Regions from separate parts of the Zea mays genome. Here regions 1 and 3 are each linked to region 2. The links are chromatin contacts, called in public Hi-C maps. All regions are on one chromosome and are shown on one strand. The core of a region is the stretch at or near the end of the contact, and the rest is flanking DNA. Distances in the headings are between cores, read along the strand shown. Region 1 holds the start of LOC100275311. Region 2 holds the start of LOC100193160. Region 3 holds the start of LOC100274266.

Region 1 (3,741 bases), core at 444-2,943, 240 kb before region 2:
GGCACCAACCGGACTTAATGTTAACATTTTATTTTGATTGGAACCACCAACTAGCACTAAAGACGCGCGCGACATTTAGTCCTGATTGGTACTGTAGCTAGGACTAAAAGCCCTTACTGCAAAAGCATGCGATGGACTAGGGTTTTTAGTTTCATTTGTTTTTCCTCGCTAAACTTTATCACTACACCTTTTTTAAAAAAAATTAGCTACTAATGAAACAAACACGGTAGCTAAAAGTGTTGTGCTAAAGTTTAGCACGCATTATCACTTTAGTTCCACCAAAGTTGCTAAACTGTGCTAAAAATGTCGCCAATCTTATTTTGCATTGAATACCCCTTTTCTCTCTTCCCACCATTGGTCACGTGCTCCTTGTGAACCGTAAGTGCTAAAGTTTTGCACTTTTTCCAAACATCCCTCAAGTGCTAAAATTTAACAATAGATTATCATGTGCTAATTTTAGCACTAGTGCAAAAAACAGGCCCTCAGTCGGTTGGTATATCCGGGACTAATGGTGCCATTAGTCCTAGACTCAACTTTGATGGGGTAAGAAAAAAACAAGAAGGGTATATTCTCTACCTGTGTGTTGATCTATAATCATCTTATCTTTACGATCTTTTGTTCATGTCAACCTTGTAATCTAAATATACATTAACATTAGGTTAGTTCCCATTTTCACCAAAATCCATAAGATGAACTAATGGTACACAACCTAATACAGGATTGAGTGGCTCCTCAAACCATCACAACAAAAACACCTAATGTTCACGTCTCCTGAAAAGCCAATGCAAGAATTGAGGCGCATAGGATATTGCTATTTGAGTTTTCGTAAGTTAAATTGTCATATCTACCAAGTTATATAGAATATTGCTAATACATATTATGTATTTAACATTCTAATTCGGTATTATTTATGTTATTGTTTTTTTATATATTGTTGATCAAAGTTGTGACTATTTGATCTTGACCAACTCTAGCAGCAATGAGATTCCTTAAGGTAGTGTTTGGTTGAGGAGCCAAGTAGAACGGAGTCGTTCCATCCCTGATTCTAGGAACGGAGCCGCTCTGTTCTGTGTTTGGTAATCTGGAACAGAGCGGTTCTGTTTTTTGTTTGGTTGCAGAGTGAACGGAACGGAGCGTGACTGTGAGAGCGGGATTGGAACGGAGCGGCTCCGTTCCATTGATTTTTTGGAGCGGAATGGTTCCGGATCTGAGGAGAATATTCCCTAATTGGAGTCATTCCGTTCTAGTTACTTTGTAACTAAACAACAACAAAACTGGAACAGAACGGTTCCGTTCTACTAGGCTCTTCAACCAAACACTACCTAAAAGAAGTGAATGAGACTATGAGAGGGACGGTCCAAAGTAGTTGCGGGACATGCGAGAAAATCCGACAGGGCTCGCGGGCCAGCCCAAAGGCGACCAGCCGACCAGGTGTCACCAAACCAGGCCATTTTAGTGGGCCGCGTCTGTATCTTCTAGCTCGCTCATCCGTCAGCCCACGTACCAATGATCCGTGCGCACCTAGCACCTACTCGAAAAACTTTTCCTCGACAGGAAAACTAATCGAAAAACTACGCGCCCAAGCAGCGCCACGCGGCCTCCCCGCCGCGCACCACGAGCCACTCGCTCGCTCCCCCGTCCTAGTAGTGGCTAGTGCGCGCGCAACACACACGGACGCGCGCGCTCCGTACTCGGGAGTCGGGCCTCGACTCGGCACGCGTCCGCGGCTCCGCGCCCAGGCCAGGGTGTGTTGTGTCTTCCAGTCTCCACGCTCCTGAGACCACATCTCTCTCTCCATGGCGACGGCCATCTCGTTCCCGCGCGCGCCGCTGGTCACTCCCCGCGCGTGCACCCCCCGCCGGCTTGTCCACGTGTCGGCGGCGCGCGCCTCTCCCCCGCGCGGAGGAGGGCGCGTCGGTCGCCGCTCCCCGACGGTCCCCGCTGTAGCGGGAGCCTCCTCCTCCTCCTCCGGCTTGGCTCCGGACACAAGCGTGCCGGCGTGGGACGCTCTCGGCGGCGTCTCCGTCCTCGCCGCGGGAACAGGCAACGCTGTGGCGCTGACGGACCTGTGGGACTCCGCCGAGGTACCACTGTCTTCCTCCGTGATCTGCGGCCGGTCAGTGGCCACACAGCGGGACGGCCCTGCCCTGGCCTGCCTTCCCTGCCGTCGTATGCTGACGCCGCCTTGCGCTTGCGCGCGCAGGGGGTGGCCGTGGTTGCGCTGCTGAGGCATTTCGGGTGCTTCTGCTGGTGAGGAGATCGAGATGGTATCTGTTGGTTGGTTGGTTGGTTGGTTGTTGTTCGCGAGTAAGCTTTGATTTGGGCGTGTCCATTTCCGCAGCTGGGAGCTGGCCTCTGTTCTCAAGGACGCCATGGCGGAGTTCGACTCGGCGGGGGCTAAGCTGATCGCCATCGGCGTCGGAACCCCGGAGAAGGCTCGCATCCTCGCCGACCGGGTATGTGGCCTCGTGCTGAACACTCTTATATGTGAAGGCTTGAAGCTACTGAAAGTCTGAAACCTTGCCGAAAACTGAATCTCTGAATGAGTGCGCGTTGCAGCTGCCGTTTCCTATGGACTCCTTGTACGCGGACCCCGAGCGTAAGGTGACAGACTACGGTGCAGAAGCGTCTCAACTTTTGAAATTTCAAGTGTTTTGGTTTGCGCGATCGTAATGCCCTGTCCTAGGTATGACCGCGGCTCTGCTGAACGCTGCTTCGTTCTCTCAGGCTTACAGCGTGCTTGGACTGTACCATGGTCTGGGCCGGACGCTCTTCAGTCCAGCTAGTGTAAGTACCATCGCTTTGAGCTGAGCAGTAAGCACTGCTGCTCTCGTCTTTGTTACCGTTCGTGGACGTCTTGAGATGTCGCGCGCTGGTGACATGACTTGCAATCTTTTACACTGCACGCTGATTGTATATATATACACACGATACGAAGGCAAAGATATATTCGAGGCTCGACTACATCAAGAAGGCGACGGAGAACTACACGCTGGAAGGCACGCCCGCCGACCTCACCGGCGTCCTGCAGCAGGTTGAAGTCGTCGTCGTCTGAGCTCTACCTCTACGCTACGGTGTGCATACTGAAGGGTCTCATTCGCTGCTCGTCTCTCTCTCTCTCCACCAGGGTGGAATGTTCGTGTTCAGAGGGAAGGAGTTGCTGTACTCGTGGAGAGACCAAGGCACGGGTGACCATGCTCCTCTGGACGACGTGCACAGCGCCTGCCGCAAAATTCCCAGTCGCTTGACCTGATGGAACGGATTCCGGCAGCACATGAACCCGTCCCAGCATTCAGGCGCTGCTATCTAGGAAATGCCATATCGGATAGAGAGACCAAAACTGCTATACATCTGCTTCCAAATTGGTTCGTCCTGAACGTGTAAAATCCACACATGACATATGTACACAAGATGCTTTTTTTCCCACAGAAAACTAAGAACAGTGTATCCCGTCGCGATCCAGTCCTCCCCTTGCACGCGTACCTCTCCACGAGCCACCAAAGCAAACTGGCAAAAACTCTAGAGTTCCTCTCCTTCCAAATGGTGCAAGAGATGAGATGCTTACGGGACAGGAGCCACCAGTCCAGTAGCGATGTCGTGTTGGTCAGTAGCAGATGCTGCATACCATCGATCCTGAGCGCGTATGTATATGTTCCATATTCTGCAGCCTAGCTTTAAATCTTTCAACCCACGGACGCACTGAGTCTAACATATGACATCATGTATGTCACAAGTCTGTAG
Region 2 (3,637 bases), core at 661-3,160:
TTTTCGCTTGAAAGAACAGGGAGACAGGCTCCTACTGCACAAAAAGAGCAACAGTTGTACATGTTCCTAATACAAAAGTCTCAGGTATTTTTAATTACCTAGTACATGTACTGTACTCCGTATATAGGAGCACAGAAAACCCTCTGTATCTGAGTAGACTGTTGGAACAAGAGAATGATTTTAAAATCGACCTATCAACTTTGCCTAGCACAAGCATGATGTCACTAAGCCTAGTACACTGGCACACTTGGTACGCGTGAACTAGACTCAGGCCCTATTCTTTTGCTCGTTCACTGGGACAGTTACATGTTTGACTTAATCTATTCGGTTTGATAGAGAAATCACTCCATTTTTCTCGCTTAATTAGATTTAATGCGAAGCCCTACCATTGGTGAAACAGGCATTTAGAACCATCTGTAAAAAATACAAGCATTTCAATAGATACTGCAAATTGAGAAGGTCAGGCCAAAGGTTGCATCCCTCTCTGGTCTTTTGTAAGAACTAAGAACAAAGGAACAGGCTAACAGTAACAGCTAATGCTTCTAATATTTAAAACAGGCACTTTGGACTGAAGGATTGTATTAAGTATAAGTATACCTGCTTAGATTAGCGCAAAGCAAGCATGTAAACAACTAATCACACCGACACATAATACAAGCCCCAGATTCTCATTGGGATGCAGAAGTAGGTGACTAGCTGCATCTGCATGAGGGTAATGTCCATACTCCACCTCATTTCTCTCCCCAATCTGACCAGTGGAGCAAAATCTTTTTTTTTTTGGTGATATGGAGAGTGATCAAACTTTTTAGCTGTGTCTGTGTGTGGTTTGGTTGATGCTGAAGTCATTCCATCACCATGTACCAGCAAGTTTTTTTGTACTATAAAGAGAGAGGCAAAGAGAGAAAGATCTCGTGGAGATGGAGACACCTAAGCAAGCAAGGAAGCAGCAGGATGCCTTACAGTGCATGCTTTGACCATATCCCACAAATCCAGCTAGTGTCCTGCATTCTCAGACTGTAGAGGACAAGAAGGTGAAAAGATTACAAGATTCCTAATGTTTTTGCTCACCTTCTCCCTCTCTGTATATGTTCTTTTCTTCTTCCCTGCCTGGGTGTCTAGAGAGAGGGAGGATGGCTGTAGCCTGTAGGTAAGCTGGCAGGAATGAGAAAAAAGACCAATGTACAAATAGATGGCAGCATGTCAGTAGAAAGAGAGATATGGCTCATTCAAAGCTTGGTGTGGAAGAGAAGCACTCCCAACCCTTATAAACAAAGCCATCTTTGTAAAAGTAGCAGTAGTAGCACTAGCAACAGTGCTGTTGTGCTACATCTACAAAATCAAGCATACCATGAAGCTTAAAATAAACTCCATAAACCATCCAATGATCTGACTCACATTTCTGGATTTTTTTTTCTCAAATGCTGTTTACCGCCTAGCCCTTGCTACCTGGTGAGAAATCATTTTCCTTCAGTTCAAACTTGCTGCTATGTATCCATTGGGTAAAGAATAAAATAACAAGCTATAGATAATATACAAATGTTCAATAGTACCAGTGCACAGGCAAACTGGGGCCCACAGGACATTGAGGGTATGCAAGGCTGGAGAGCTGAGAATTATGCACTATTTTTTTTACTCTCTACTTTATTTTCTCCTTACTACAGCTAATCTTTGTGTACTAAAGTAAAGCAAGCAGTAAACTACTACTAATAGTACACTAGCCTGCTGTTAACTTTGATTAGGGGTTGTTAGCTTACGCTAAGGTTTTGGAAATATTAGAGAGGAGAGAAGAGAGAGAAGGGAAGGAATAGAGAAGAGAGAGAGAGAGAAAGGGGCAGTTGCAGTGGTTAACAACCCTCTGCCAGAGCGCAAGAAGGAATCATTTCACCTCAGTGGCAGGTAACAAACACCACTTAGCAGCAGGCTCTTGCGTCCGTCTTGCCCTTTTGCTTCCGCCTCCTGCCCTTAAAATCTTTCACCACCCCCTCCCGTCGCGGTCAAATTGGCGATCCTCGTTTGGGGAGGGCCAAGAAACCAGAGCTCTCTCTCCGATGCCCACCAACGTCAGGTAATTCTGCAAAAAAAGGAAAGAAAAAATTTCATCTAATCGATTATTTCAAAGTGTTCGTCTCCGCTTGCTGGTGAAATTGGTGGCCGGCCTTTTGGAGTTGAAGGGTTCATGTGATTCCGCGGTCGGGTAATTCTCAGGCAGTTATTGTCTCGAACATCTTGGCACCTGTTCCTTTCAAGATCTTTACACCACCTCATTACGCGGTGTAGTCAAAGGTCGTTGCTTTCGTCTCCCCCTGCTCTCGGAAAGCTTCAGCACTGCCTTAGTTATTTCTTGCAGATCCTACTCCTGCCACCTACGCATTCAAATAGCCTCACGCTATCACCAGTTCAGCTTACCTTCTTACCCCCTTCCTTCTGTGAGCTTTGGTGATGCGAAAGTATTTCTCCAAGTTTTCATTTCACATTTGCTGTTTTTCCAAGATTATGAAGAAACTATAAAGTGATCGGTAGCCCTGTTTGGAGACAGCTTCATGTTTTCTGTGCGTTCCTGGAGATGCTAGTCCTGTGATTTTACTCATCCAAGTAGGGCCCGTTAGTTTAAATTCCCAATAACATTACTAGGAGCTCTTTTAGCTTCTTAAGGAGCAGCTGCCTAGCCATATCCTAAAGGAGACCGCACTTCTTGGTTAGTTCCAAACTTGTTTTCGTATTCTTCATCTGGTGAAACATGACCCTTTTCTTTCAAGCTCAATGGTACTAGTGTGGTACATGCCTGGTTATTGAAGATTTGGTAACTTTTCCTGTTCCCAATTAGCTTTGGTGTTTTTAGTCTTTTAGGAAGAGCTGGCTCTCCTCCCATTTCATTCACTTTGCTCCAAAAGACTCAGTTAGTGAGTGCCGTTTGCTTAATGATGGGGTTATTTCTCCTGTGTCTCCTCCTTTATGCCCTGGGTTTAAAGTTTCACTTTCTGGACTGTGTGCTTTAGCCTGTTGCAGATTTGGTTTGTTCTCAAAGGCTATGGGTGAAGCATGTCTTCTCCAGCTGTAATGCAGTTCCACCAGGCCTTTGCCTGGACGGTGGATGGTTCTTTTGCCCGTCTTTTTATCTGTAGTTAGGGATAGCATGGTTATTCTCGAAGGGACTGGTTGCTTTTCAACTTTGTTAGGTTACCAGTTGAGGTGACACTGTTTGCCCTCGACCTCAACCAAACCAGTTGATCAATGTTTACTCCTTTGTACAAGGCGCTATGGGCCAATGTTTACCTTCTGTAGTTTCATTCATACTGTTTACCTTCTGTTTATCTTGAATAGGTGATTGAGGAACGTTGGTGTTTCTGGATAATTGGAGATGTACTCAGGCCAGCAATCTGATCAAGGTCCTAGTGCAAATAGTGGCAGAGAATTCTCCGAGGCAAATTGGAATTCTTACACAATGCATCAAAAGATAGCTTATAGTGGACAACATGGGTTTGGACCTTACGGCATGGGCTTAGAAGATAGGCTGGGGTTGTATCAATCTTCATCTGGTTAGTTTTGTATCATGTTGCCAGGTAGATCTTTCTGATGGTGACAATTCTGGAGTTAATAGAAACAATAATAATTCTCGCAGGTACATTAAGTCATGACA
Region 3 (3,849 bases), core at 61-2,560, 170 kb before region 2:
GGTTTGAATAGGATAATACCTAAAATTTCTTTCAATTTTCTAAGCATCAGATTAGGAAATTAGGGTTTGTTTGAAAGCATAGTATTTTTAGAGTTTTAGGTAAAACTATGATATTGGACAATATCATAGTATTTTCTGGAAAGAGGTGTTTGGCTATATTGTAAAAAAAATTGTTTTGAATACCATTGTTTTTATAGATACATGGTATTTTTGGAGTATTTAAAAGTTCAATCCAACACCAAGTTTTTGGCCATGACTAGGCTTGCACATGTGTAAGAGTACACAGTTGTGTGATGACAACTTAAAATCGTAGTATTTAAAGATTGAAATACTTTGCATCCAAACAAACCAAAGGACACGAAGATTTGTCTTGAACTAGAGTTATTTGGAACTTTCGAAAAATTTCTAGCAATTGTTTTAAAAAAACAGACCGATGATTTATTGAATTACAGCACTTCCTTCGGGGGAGCCTTCTAACCTCAGGAAACTGTATAATATATTTAATACGATTAACTGCTATAGTTGTTGGTGTAAATATTAACATCTAAAATTCTAAGTCATGGTTCGACAATATCAAATTTTACTTTTCCTCTGTTCTAAATTATTTTTTTTTCTAGATATATAGTTTTTATTACGTAGTTAAATATACAATATGTATATTATATATAATATATTAAAATAAAATATATTGTAATTTGAGTGGAAGAAGTATTTATCAGTTATCGGAACACATGTTTGCTACTGCCTTAATTTTAAATTGTATGCTATTCTAACTTTTGCGGATAATAAAAATATATTAAATTTAATTAATTTTATAAAGATAATTATAAAAATATATGACATCAAATATATAGTATAAACATATAATTAATGAAAAATCTAATATGTGCTACAAAAATATAATTAATGAAAAGTATAATATGTCAAAAATATAATTAATGGAAATATTAATTCTTATTTATATCATAAAATGATTATTTTATTATATAAATCTGTTCAAATTTAAAACAAAATGTTTTGACTCTAAAAGTTAAAATGAACTATACTTTAGATTGGAGGGAGTAAAAGAAGGTTTGTTAAAAAAATTCCACAGGAAGGGTGGTGGCCTGATGGGTGGGTGAAGAAATGAGGGAGCATTCTATAGGAGTTGAGGACATGAAATTGAGGAAGCCTTTCAGGTTGGCAGGACGCCAGGACCCACACATTAAGCTCCAGGGCAGCGTGCAGCGTGCCCAGCTGCTGCCAAGTGTACGTCTTCCCCGGGCAGCTGGATAAGCCTCACCTTGTGTCCTTGTCTCAACTCTCAAGTCTCAATTCCGTCGTCGCCACTCGGCCCCTACACGAAGGCACGCAGCACATATCAGACACCTCCGACCGTCGCATTCTTCACGAGTCCTCCGGCCCAGCGCGCGCCTTCTCAAACCTTCTAGAACGCCCACCTTCCTTCTTTCGTCCACTCCTCCACCGCTCCATTCCGAACCTTTTTAAGCTCTCCCATGGAGTCTGACCTCATAGCTTATATAGCAAAACAATAGAAGTAGAACAAGCACAGAACTGTTAAGCTCCGCAGGCTGCAGCTCGTCCCCAATGTCGTCTGCTTCTCTTGCATCTTCTCTCTTGTGCAGCAGCAGTGCTTCTACTAGTAGAAGCGCAACCGTGCCAAGAGTAACCAGGACCCCTCTTTTTTCCAAGAACCAGTACAAACCGCCTCTTCGGCCTCTTAGGAGTAGTTCAGTAGTAAGGCGATCGTTGCAGCAGGAGCAAGAGGAGAGGGTGGGCCCGGCGTCCTCTGTCTCTGTGGCCTCCGGCGAGCGACAGGAGGAGGCGACGGCGTCGCATCATGTTGGAGGGGTGGATGAGGCCAAGGCGTCGGGCCATGTTGGAGAGGCAGATAAAGGAGGCCAAGGAGAAGGCGACGGCGAGGAGAAGAGGAGCACAGACGAGCAGCAGGAGGTGGACTGGAAGTCAGACGAGGAGTTCAAGAAGTTCATGGGCAATCCCTCCATCGAGGCCGCCATCAAGTTGGAGAAGAAGCGCGCCGACAGGAAGCTCCGCGAGCTGGACCGCGAGCCCGACGCCAACCCCGTCGCCGGCCTGTTCCGGGGCTTGGTGAAGGACCAGCTGGCCCGCGAGAAGCAGAGGCTGGAGCTGGCGGAGCAGACCTTCAAGGCACTCGACCTCAACAAGGTAACTTCCTTCCTCAATTCGCTCTGCTTGGTGCTGATTATCAGAACTTGGGCGATTGATGCCGTGCTGCGTCTGCGTGCAGCTGAAGAGCTGTTTCGGGTACGACACGTTCTTCGCCGTGGACGTCCGGAGGTTCGGCGACGGCGGGATCTTCATCGGGAACCTGCGTAAGCCCATCGAGGAGGTGCGGCCTAAGCTGGAGAAGAAGATCTCCGAGGCGGCTGGAACAGAGGTCACCCTCTGGTTCATGGAGGAGAAGAACGACGACATCACAAAGCAGGTCTGCATGGTTCAGCCCAAGGCAGAGATCGACGTCCAGCTCGAGATCACCAAGCTGAGCACGCCGTGGGGCTACCTCAGCGCCGTGGCGTTGGCGGTCACGACCTTCGGGACGATCGCGCTCATGAGCGGATTCTTCCTCAAGCCCGGCGCCACGTTCGACGACTACGTCTCTGACGTGCTTCCTCTGTTCGGCGGCTTCCTCACGATACTCGGCGTCTCTGAGGTACGAGCGGCGGCACAGCAATGTCCGCACACGCACAGCTGCACTTGGATGTTTTCGCGGCATTCGACGTGCTGCAGCTGATGATCATGCGGTGGCAGATTGCGACTAGGCTGACGGCGGCGAAGTACGGTGTGAAGCTGAGCCCGTCATTCCTCGTGCCGTCCAACTGGACGGGGTGCCTCGGCGTGATAAACAACTACGAGTCGTTGCTGCCCAACAAGAAGGCCCTGTTCGACATACCAGTCGCGCGCACGGCCAGCGCGTACGTCACGTCGGTGGTGCTTGCCGTCTCGGCGTTCATCGTCGACGGCAGCTTCAACGGCGGCGAGAACGCCCTGTGAGTCCTGCATGCAACCATCATCGTTCGCTTCTTCTGTTCGTTCGTGGCATCAGTTTTGGTCGAGGCAGAGAGATCTGACTGACACTGGCACTGCTTGCTTGCAAAGGTTCGTGCGGCCGGAGTTCTTCTACAACAACCCGCTGCTGTCGTTCGTGCAGCTGGTGATCGGGCCCTACGCAGACGAGCTCGGGAACGTGCTCCCGAACGCGGTGGAGGGCGTGGGCGTGCCCGTGGACCCGCTGGCGTTCGCGGGGCTGCTGGGCATCGTGGTGACGTCGCTGAACCTGCTCCCGATCGGGCGGCTGGAGGGCGGGCGCATCGCGCAGGCGCTGTTCGGGCGCGGCACGGCGGCGCTGCTGTCGTTCGGCACGTCCGTCCTGCTGGGCGCGGGCGCCATCAGCGGCAGCGTGCTGTGCCTGGCGTGGGGCCTCTTCGCCACCTTCATCCGCGGCGGGGAGGAGATCCCGGCGCAGGACGAGATCACGCCGCTCGGCAACGAGCGCCTCGCGTGGGGGTTCGTGCTCGCCTTGGTCTGCCTCCTCACGCTCTTCCCCAACGGCGGCGGGACCTACTCTGCCTCCTTCCTCGGCGACCCGTTCTTTAGAGGCGGCATCTAGACGGAATCATCTCCTTCCGTGCAGTGTGCGTGTGTTTATAAAGTTTTTAGTAGGCTAATAACCACACTACTAACCACTTGAGACGCCACGGCACTCGACCTGCAGTCCGCCGATCCCGAAACAGATCGTTGATGTCGCCAGAACTGCATATCGATCGCCCTCTGCAGGGCCTACACCCACTGTACAATCGGACAACAATA

The links. Hi-C and Micro-C count contacts between places; a contact is called where the count stands out from the background.
Region 1: a Hi-C map of ear shows a contact between it and region 2, with 2.0 times the contacts expected there. The contact joins the promoter of LOC100275311 here to the promoter of LOC100193160 in region 2. A contact is called at or near these places in 2 of 25 Hi-C or Micro-C datasets (ear and tassel).
Region 3: a Hi-C map of root tip shows a contact between it and region 2, with 2.7 times the contacts expected there. The contact joins the promoter of LOC100274266 here to the promoter of LOC100193160 in region 2. A contact is called at or near these places in 6 of 25 Hi-C or Micro-C datasets (ear, endosperm, leaf and 2 more).

What each region holds. Positions count from the first base shown.
Region 1 is chr1:278,826,057-278,829,797 of Zm-B73-REFERENCE-NAM-5.0, reverse strand. It overlaps LOC100275311, which reads left to right and starts at 1,693. Exons shown (of 4, transcript NM_001149419.1): 1 at 1,693-2,084; 2 at 2,204-2,250; 3 at 2,342-2,456. The coding sequence starts at 1,797.
Region 2 is chr1:278,581,708-278,585,344 of Zm-B73-REFERENCE-NAM-5.0, reverse strand. LOC100193160 reads left to right here and starts at 1,910. Exons shown (of 10, transcript NM_001138317.1): 1 at 1,910-2,065; 2 at 3,322-3,536; 3 at 3,620-3,637. The coding sequence starts at 3,359.
Region 3 is chr1:278,755,181-278,759,029 of Zm-B73-REFERENCE-NAM-5.0, reverse strand. LOC100274266 reads left to right here and starts at 1,310. Exons shown (of 4, transcript NM_001148630.2): 1 at 1,310-2,187; 2 at 2,270-2,692; 3 at 2,791-3,029; 4 at 3,139-3,849. The coding sequence starts at 1,588. The coding sequence ends at 3,649.